Regions from separate parts of the Mus musculus genome. Here region 1 is linked to region 2. Evidence: chromatin contacts called from public HiChIP or PLAC-seq data. All regions are on one chromosome and are shown on one strand. Each heading gives the region's core, a stretch centred on a gene start, on an enhancer-like site or on the middle of the called end of the contact. The rest is flanking DNA. Distances are from core to core; before and after follow the strand shown.

Region 1 (4,508 bases), core at 1,684-4,183, 120 kb after region 2:
TTTGAAACTTGGATCAATTATGTATGTATGTATGTATGTACGTATGCATGTATATAATGTTCTCTACTGGGAAACTGTTGTCCCTTTGAGTGTGTCCCTGAGCATGTGGCCTCTCCAGTGAGAGATCCAAACCTCGTGAACCTGTCTGGTGGGCATTTGCTCTCTGGCGGGCGGAATCTCTGATGTTCTATCTGCAGAGCTGACGGGACTTTGAAGAGTGACTGCTTGTTTCTCTTATGCAGGGTGATGAAGAGATTAAGTCGGATATCTACACTCTGTTTTTCCACATAGTACAGCGTATCCCCGAATATCTGATACATCTGCAGGTGAGCCTGATTGGACAAGCCAACAGTCTACACACTGAACTAGTTTTTTTGGCTCCCAATAATATATATTGTAAAAGTGCAAGGACTCATTGATAATTTCTAAGAAGTATTCACATGACTTAGGTTGTCATGGTTACAGCACGCCCACCACACTATGGAGAACCAGCTAAAAAGTCTATTCTTGAAATTTTTGTTTTATGGTACTTGTCTTTGACGTTCCATCTTCCATCCAACTTACCAGCAATCTCCACTTTTGGGGGTCTAGAATCTTTTATAAACACTCTTGATAGCATCTAAGTACCTAATTCACTCTCCTGCTCTTCAGTTCTACCACCATCTGAATGTCACCTCTGGCCGCTTAATTTCTGTTTACGTGCCCACTCAACTACTATCCTGATGGCTTCAGCTTGGCTTGGGTCCAGGGTTCCCTCATACAGTGCTCATACTTTATGTCTCAGTAGAGCCACGAGGAGCAGATGAACAAATTCTCAATGTAACTTTCTATGGAACGTGTAGACCTGTTAGAAGACGTGGAAGTGAGAGTCTAACGCCTTCTTTCTGGAGGTGTCTCTTCCTCCTGCTACCCAGCTGTGCAGGTTTAAGGGTTGACTGAGCTTAAGTAGCTCGGTGACGAGTCTTAGAAAGGCTGTGATGAACGTCAGCTAGAACAGGCCAGAGTCAGTGTGGAGCTCTCCCCCTGGATAGAGCTTCAGCTCCCAAAATATTTTCTCACAGCAGCTATCTTATGGGTCCTTTCAGCAGTTTCACAGGTGTTATGGTTGCTCCTTGTCATAAGGACACAGAAGACCAAAGAGGTCTCAGTACTGTGTTCACAACAGCACACCTAGTAGGCAAAAACCCTGGTCTGAAGGCCAGGCTTTGCAGACACCAGGCCTGCTACTATCTCGTTCACATTCAATTCTTCTGTCATTTACTAGACCTAAAGGAGATCACTGAGCTCCATGTCTCAGTGTCCTTCCTTATTATATAGAGGTCACTTCTATACCCATCTGGGTTGTGATAAAAACTAAATAAGATAATGAATATAAAAGAGCTTAGCTCCTGTTAATGGCAAGGGGTCAACAGATAAATAATACAGTTTTCACAATCAAAATCAAATTAATATTCCACTGTAGCCTGTAAGATCGTTTATTCCCTTGTGTACTACTATAATGACATGCCTGAGGCTGGGTTGTTTTTTTAAGGGAAGAGGTTTATTTTGGATCACAGTTTTGAAGGCCCCAAAGCATGGTGCTAGCATTGGTTTCTGGTGACCCTCCTCATGGTAAATGCGGTAATAGCAAAGATAATAGTGACTGGTCACACCATATGAAAAAGAAGTAACGGGGCGGTGCCCAGGCTTACTTTCCTGTGACTATTTTTTTTCCTCATCAGAGCCCACTCTATTAAACCAGTATTAATTCCTTCATGAGGATGGTCAGCCCCCAATCACGTTTCACTAGATCCCACCTCTTAAAGGTCCCGTATCTTTAAAAAATCATTGCACTGTAGATTAAGCTTCCATAACCTTTGGGAGATAGACAACATCTAAACCATAGCATCAGCTGATATGGTAGGAGAGGCCACCATCTACCCCACCCATCCCACAGGCTTACTCATGCCTGTCATTCTTACCACTGGTCTGACTCCTGTAAGTGTTGCTTATAGATAGATAATAATTGTTAGAATATATCTGTTATCTCAGACAATGTTGCTTATAGATAGATAATAATTGTTAGAATATGTCTGTTATCTCATACATCTAATTATTGGGTCTAACTTTTCAAGATGGAATTACATTCCGTCACATGCAAGTAAACTAGGACCGAATGACTTCTTTTGATGTGATGGCTGAGCTTCCAGCTGATTGGCTAGATAGTGGAGCATGTGTTGTTTAGATGGAAGGGCTACAGAACTCACAGTAGCTTAAAGCGGGGTTCAGAAGAGGTAAAGCAACTACAGTCTAGTCGTGTAACCCTGCTTCCTTCTTCCTTCCATCCAGAATGTTCTGAAGTTCACAGAGCAGGAGCACCCAGACTATTACCTCCTACTTGTGTGTGTTCAGCGCCTCCGAGTGTTTATCTCTCATTATACCCTGCTGTTTCAATGCAATGAAGATTTGCTTATTCAGAAACGGAAAAAACTCAAAAAGTAAGGTTGTGACGGTGCCATACCTGACAGAGGTGCCTGAGAAGAGGGCACAGGCCATCACTTGTGTTGAGTGCTGGAGTGGAGTGAAGGGAGTTGGAAGGAAAGGGTGGGGATGGGAAGGCAAGGCTAGCCACAGGAGGGACACACCTATGGCCCAGTGGAAATAACTTTACAAGAAAAGCACTTGGACTCCATTGTCCCCTCTTAAGTTGTTTCCTTCACTTCCTAGGTCCAAGATTGCAATGTAATGGTCTGAATATAGTTTCCTGCATTAATGTAACAAACATTTATTGAACACCTGTTGACTGTTAGGTACTGTTCTACCCAGTGAATATACAATGACATAGCCATAAACCTGTCACATGGGACTTAGCTTTAGGGCTGCACAGTGGAGAGTAAGTTAGATGTTAATGAGTGGCAAAGATAAAAGTGTTGGGGTGGATACGCCTGAGTAGATTTCACAGAATATAGAAAAAGAGAGTAGGCGCCATCTGGACCTTGGGGAATAGAAGCAACCTACAGCACAGCTTCCTAATGACCTAGGTTTCCTTAAACATCCCAGCCTATCTGGAGAATATTGTCATTTCTCTAGAGGTTTCCAACTAGAAAGACAGCTATCTCCTAACCCAGTGCTCTCCTGACGGTGTCTCCCAGGCCCACCCTGGATCCTCAATCTCTTTTCAGCCAACTGCCAGCTATTATGTAAGCAATCTGGCTTATAGAGGGCTGGGGACAGCGAGCCCTTCACAGAAAGCTTGATCTGAGAGACAAATCTATTTTTCTTGCATAATCTCTGTATTCACAGAGCCAGTCTTGCACTGTACAACCTGAGACTATTTCGATTCTCTTAGGTCATCTATGGCAAAGCTGTACAAAGGGCTGGCTTCCCAGTGTGCCAATGCTGGCCAAGATGCTTCCCCCAATGCAGGCCAGGAGGCTGTCCACGACAGTGGGGTCCACTCAGAAGAAATGCTCCAACCCTATCCTTCCTCTTCCAGTTCCGCCCCTGCTGTCTCGTGAGTATCTGTTGCTATGGAAACATTAACAGTATTGGCCTTGTAGATGATTTGTATAGGTGAGCAAGCGGTCCTGGATTAGAAATGTGCTCTGCAGACCTCCACCTTCTCCCTTGCCCCATTGTTTCCATATTAACAGCCAAGCAGTTGATCATCAAGACGTTTGACGGATCCCAGAGAAAGACGAGGCAGATTTAGAAAGTGCTAACAGGTGGCTTCTGGGCAGTGGTGCATCCCTTTAATCTCCACACTTGGGAGGCAGAGGTAGGCAGATCTCTGAGTTCAAGGCCAGCCTGGACTACAGAGTGAGTCCCAAGGCAGCCAGAGCTACATAATAGAGTCCTTGTCTCAATTTAAAAAAAAAAGTATTAAGAGGTGGAAAGTAGAAATTCACTTTGAGTATTACTTCAACTCTTTAATTAGTGTGAAGTGTTTATTCTCCTTCAAGTACAACAGGTCGAGGGGGAAAGATGTGCATCACACCCGGGCCAAACTTTGGCTGTTTCTACACTCTTCCAGAGTAAAGAGCACTGATGTAAAGTCACTTTACTTTCTTCACATCTGTAAACTTAAAGCCCTAAGTCCCACTCGAAGATGTCTTGCAATGCCTTAAAATATTGTTAGTATTCACATGTGCATCCATATATAATCCTGACGGAATTAAAATATAAATAAGAATAACCACTTTGGTCAGTGTGCAGTAGCTCATTGATATCTAGTAGGTAAGCAAAAACAAAAATCCTAAGTGATGGGTATTCTTCACTTTTTAAACTGTGTAAAAATTATGTGCTCCCAGACAACAAAACTGCAAAACTGGGCAAATTCAAATAGGTTTTACAACACATTGTTTTGTGGGTCGTTTGAGATGACAGTCAAACTGCTTTACAGCTACAAAACTTTAAAAACCTTTGTTATAGAAATATAAATTTTACACATGAGTTTATCCACTATATCAGCATCCAGAGTTCAACAGTTTATTCAGGAACACAATTGTTTACGTGTGAAGATCTAGGAG
Region 2 (4,646 bases), core at 58-2,557:
AGAGACACTTAAAGTTTACCTACCCATATTAAAAATTCTTTTAACAAACTTTCAAAGTGGCCTTTTTCTCTTAACAGTGGGTTCGGATTATGACAGGCAGTTCTGATGGTGAACGAAGTATAGGTAAGGGTGTGGGAATCCAAGCCGGACCTGGTGGCACACGCCTTTAATCTCAGCACTCGGGAGGCAGAGGCAGGAGGATTTCTGAGTTCAAGGCCAGCCTGGTCTACAGAGTGAGTTCCAGGACAGCCAGGGCTATATAAAGAAACCCAATCCACCTGCCTCTGCCTCCCGAGTGCTGGGATCAAAGGTGTGCGCCTCCACCACCTGGTTTTAGAGTCTCTTTTGGTGTTATCAGCTCAAATAAGACAGCTGTCTGTCATTAAAGTACATGTATTTGGTGCTTGGCTTTCTCTCTTGAGGCATTTCCCTGTAGCCATGCCCTGACAGTGACGAATGTAGTGAAACTGTAAGAAGGAATAAATGATGAACTACGCTGGCAGGAGCCAGAGTGGATTAGAGCACGGGGCAGAGGGCTTGACCACCGTGCATAGCACTTAAAAAGAGCTCTATACAACTAAGCCTTACTGTAGCCTTGGTTATTTTATTTCCCTTTTTAAGTTAACAACTGGATAAAAGAGTATGGATATTTTGCAATTCTTATATCATCAAGCAATTTTTCATAAACATTGAATTAAAAATTCTTTAGCTCATATAATATTGAATCTGTTCAACTACTTACTAAATCCCATTTTATGACATTTGTTCATTAGCTAACAATGGTGTTGTAAGTTTTGTTTACTTTTCTCTAACTGATAATGAGGCTGTAGATTTTTCCCTGGCATACTGTGATACTTGTGTCCTCTGGCAGGAAGTCCCTGGCAAGTCAAGTTACTTTCCTAATTTAGAAATGTCTTCTTGAGGATGTGAAAGTCTCTGTGTGCAGAGTTACATGGGAGGAGGGGGCCACACTGATGTGCTTTCTGCAAATGGTGACTTCATGCACTCTACTCTCAGCACAATGTCCTGCTAGGAAAAAGATCATGAAACTTAAATAGGAGGAGGAGCGGGGCCCAGGCAAGCAGAGGGGGGCCCACTGGGACATAACCTGAGGCACAGCTGCTCCAGGGGCACTCGCTGGATTTCTGGGAGCTGCTGCTTCAGAAGCTGGTGGTTGTAGTGGTGGCTCGTGAACAAGTGGAAGCAGACCCCTGATGCGACTCGGCCAGCTCGGCCTTTCCTCTGCAGAGCGTTGGCCTGAGACACGAACGTGTCCTCTAGACTTTCCATTCCTTTGCCTGCGTCGTATCTGGAAAGGAAAAGGAAATGCAAGCTTGAGTGATTCTGTGTGCATGAGTAATTCTTCAGACACTATCTCTCTCCACCCCCTCCATTAGTCTTTCTCTCTGAGACAAGGTCCCTCTTACAGGCCTGGGACTCGCCCAGTGGGGTAGGCTGGCTGACCAGTGAACATCAGTGATTCTCCTGTCTCTCCTTCCCCAGAACGGATGATACAAGTGCATGGTGCCACCTCTAGCTTTTTTCTTTTCTTTTCTTTTTCTTTTTTCTCTTCTCTTTTCTTCCTTCAATCCCTCCTTCTCTCCCCTCTTTCTTTCTTTTCTCTTCTTTCTCTTTCTTTCATTCTCTCCCTCTCTCTCCCCTTCCCCTCTCCCTCTTTCCCAGCTTCCCCCTCCCTCCCCGCCTTCCTTTTGAGACATGGTTTCTGTGTGTAGCCTTGGCTGTCCTCCAACTCACAGAGATCCACCTGCCTCTGCCTCCTGAGCACTGAGATCAAAGGCGTGCGCCACCACTGCCCGGCTCTTCCTTCCTTCTTAAGTGTGGTTCTGGGGATTGAGCATAGTTCCTGCAAGTGCTTTACTGAGCTACATTTAAGAATGTTGTCAAGACGACGGGGCACAGACAAGTGATCTTCCACCTTATTCCTGAGCTGTACAGTCTGGTCTACTGTGGGACCGTGGTGTAATTACTGCTGTGATGACTTAGGTCCGGTCTACTGTGGGACCATGGTGTAATTACTGCTGTGATGACTTAGGTCCGTCAGACACCACACACACTTGCTTTAGCCATTTCCTTCTCATCCAAGCTCATGGAAAAGTCACCTGGGAAAATGAATCCATTGCTTGTGATTGTGCATCCGTGTTTGACTTTCACATTCATGACGCTGGCCATGGAACCACATACAATATTCCTTTAGAGCACCGTGGCAGTAACCATTAAGAGCCGTGTTATCCTAAAAGAGGTTAGTCCCTCTGTTACTTCACCTACCTCTTTTCTTTCATCTTCCCAGAATCGATGACATACACAACATCATCAATGGTTATAGACGTCTCAGCAATGTTGGTGGAAATGATAATCTTAGTTACACCCATTGGAGGTTTCACAAACACCGCCTGCTGCTCTTCGCTGGATAATGATGAGTGCAGCGGGTGAATTACACATCTAAAAGGAAGTGCAGCACAGTAAGGACTCGGGCATGAGCCTTTGAGACTGACCGACCTTGCTGGGTACAGTTCTACTGAAATTAATTAAATGACTTCAAGAGTTGTGGCGGTTTGAATATGCTTGGCCCATGGGAAGTGGCACTATTAGGGGGTGTGGCCTTATTGGAGGTGTAGCTTTGTTAGAGGAAGTCTGTCACTGTGGAGGTGGGGCTTTGAGGTCTCATTTGTATACTTAAGTCAGGCCAGTGAGAGCTAGACACATTTCCTCCTGCTGTCTTTGGGTGAAGATATAGAACTCTCAACTCTTTCTCAGCACCCTGTCTGCCTGGGGCTGCCATGCTTCCTACCATGACGATAATTGACTGAACCTCTAAACCTGTAAGCTAGCCCTAGTCAACTCTTGTCCCTCATAAGAGCTGCCATGGTCATGGTGTCTCTTCTCATCAATGGAAATCCCAAGACAGCATCTGTCAGCTTTGAGCACAGCTTTCAAGGCTTAGCTCTTCAAGGTATGCGGGCTCCTTCTGTTCTCATAAAATACAGTCTTCCAGAAACAAAAACCTTGTACCGACCTGGGAAGCGTTCTGGGGTTATTCAGTAGTAAACCACCAAGAGGAATAAATGAATGATATTTTATAAGTAACGAGACTAAAACAAACTAACCAGCCAAGAATATTCTTTTGCCTTAAGTCCAGGGAAAGGGGGGCGAAGTGTGATGCAAGCTAGGGCAGTCATTGCTAAGTTGTTAGCTAGCTTTGCCCTCCTATGTGACGGCACATCCAGTGATCTCTCAAAACGGCAGCCTTTCTTTGTTAGAATTAATGCTGGCTTGCTCCAGCTCTCCCTCCTCAGAAATCGGACAACTGAAACTGCACGCAGCTCTGCTGAGTCACTATGATAAGTGAAGACAAATGTCTGTCCTTGACGGAGTGCAGGAACAGTTCCTGGAGCACAGAGGTCTCCCCTTTCTAGCTGGCATAAACAATCGCATGCTTGCGAGGTGACATCACAGTCTAAGGAGGGTGAGGCCGGCCGCCCGTAGGGACCTCCAGCTCTTCATCTCCAGCGATGGCTGCAGTGTATGACTGCAGATAAAAAGCAAGTGGCTTACCGGTGACTGCGTCTGTTGTTGAAAAGAGAGTTAGACTGTAGCTGCTCATAAAGCATCTTGATTTCTGCCAGCCCTGGTAAGAACACAAGGACAGCGCCTGGGAATAAAGAACGAATAAACAAACAAACAAACAAATGAACGAACGATCAAGGAAAGCTAACAGAGGTCACAAGATTGTTTTTAAACCTACAATCTGGTAACTTTTCACTATCAGCTTTTCTTTGGAAAACGTCAGTATTTAAATGAATATGAAATCACATTTTTTGTATATACTCTGATTTAATAAGGACAAAATAGTCTTACCCCTTTCCAATAGAAAACTGAGGTATAGAAAAGCATGCTTAAGTTATACAAGAAGCACAAGCCAAGCTCTGTGTATGTGCGTGTGTGTGCATGTGTGTTCCAAAACATCTGAGAACCAAAGCAAATGCCTTGCACACATCAGACCCAGTTAAGCTCTTAAGCATACTTCAGGACCGGGCCATCGTTATCTGTTTCTACTGTAGGAAAGTAACCTTTTAGACCAGAAGATTGTTCTGTTAATGAGATCAGACATTTTACTGGCTATGATAAAAACAAAACAAAACGAAACAGAAACTATAACGGTGGCCTTATCTGGTTATCTAAGGTTTAGACACATTTGAAAGAGACAGTATACTAACTAGCCATGCCTTATTAATCACTGAGGACCTTCAATATTGTCCATTAAAGAAAATAAGCAACAATAAGAGATTATAGCATGTTTCTGTCCTAACCGCAGTCTTTCCCCAATAGTTGCTTCTGTAGATTGCTGAGACCAAATCTCACTTGGTAGTTCAGGCTGTCCTTTAGCCTATGTAGCGTCTCCTGCCTCAATGGCCCATGTACTGGGTTACAGGCATGAGCCTCCATCCCCAGCTTCCTCTTGTGCTTCATTCATGAAGGCACATAACCTCTTCACTAAGGTCCCCTCAGGCTCACACATGAAGCAGAGTGCCTGTGCCAGCCAGCTGTGCAGCATGGATGTAAAACACATCTCCTGAACTCATTACCTACCGTCATGTCTCACTCTCCTCAGGAAACAAGGAAAGGAG

Evidence for each region. HiChIP or PLAC-seq counts read pairs in DNA pulled down with a chosen protein or histone mark.
Region 1: a contact with region 2 is called in an H3K4me3 HiChIP or PLAC-seq map of the 230-238 cell line, with 10 read pairs. The contact joins two enhancer-like sites. A contact is called at or near these places in 1 of 39 promoter capture datasets (the C10 cell line), 1 of 484 Hi-C or Micro-C datasets (embryonic stem cells), 2 of 115 datasets of contacts at active chromatin or transcription factors (the 230-238 cell line and embryonic stem cells) and 3 of 9 other capture datasets (adipose tissue, liver and pancreatic islet).

The regions. Positions count from the first base shown.
Region 1 is chr17:80,367,943-80,372,450 of GRCm38.p6, forward strand. Arhgef33 (Rho guanine nucleotide exchange factor (GEF) 33) reads left to right here. Exons shown (of 18, transcript NM_001145452.1): 12 at 243-326; 13 at 2,329-2,477; 14 at 3,329-3,493. It overlaps Gm10190 (predicted gene 10190), which reads right to left. Exons shown (of 1, transcript NR_028385.1): 1 at 3,915-4,508. Among named protein-coding and RNA genes, the nearest start is that of Gm10190, 3.3 kb to the right of the region's middle. Within about 2 kb of position 2,934, at least 5 of the 459 cell types and tissues checked have an H3K27ac peak or open chromatin away from gene starts, as enhancers often do. A contact at or near this core is called in the 230-238 cell line, where this site is marked.
Region 2 is chr17:80,251,979-80,256,624 of GRCm38.p6, forward strand. It overlaps Dhx57 (DEAH (Asp-Glu-Ala-Asp/His) box polypeptide 57), which reads right to left. Exons shown (of 24, transcript NM_001163759.1): 14 at 3,574-3,670; 15 at 2,287-2,460; 16 at 1,109-1,309. Among named protein-coding and RNA genes, the nearest start is that of Gm52289, 22 kb to the left of the region's middle. Within about 2 kb of position 1,308, at least 57 of the 459 cell types and tissues checked have an H3K27ac peak or open chromatin away from gene starts, as enhancers often do. A contact at or near this core is called in the 230-238 cell line, where this site is marked.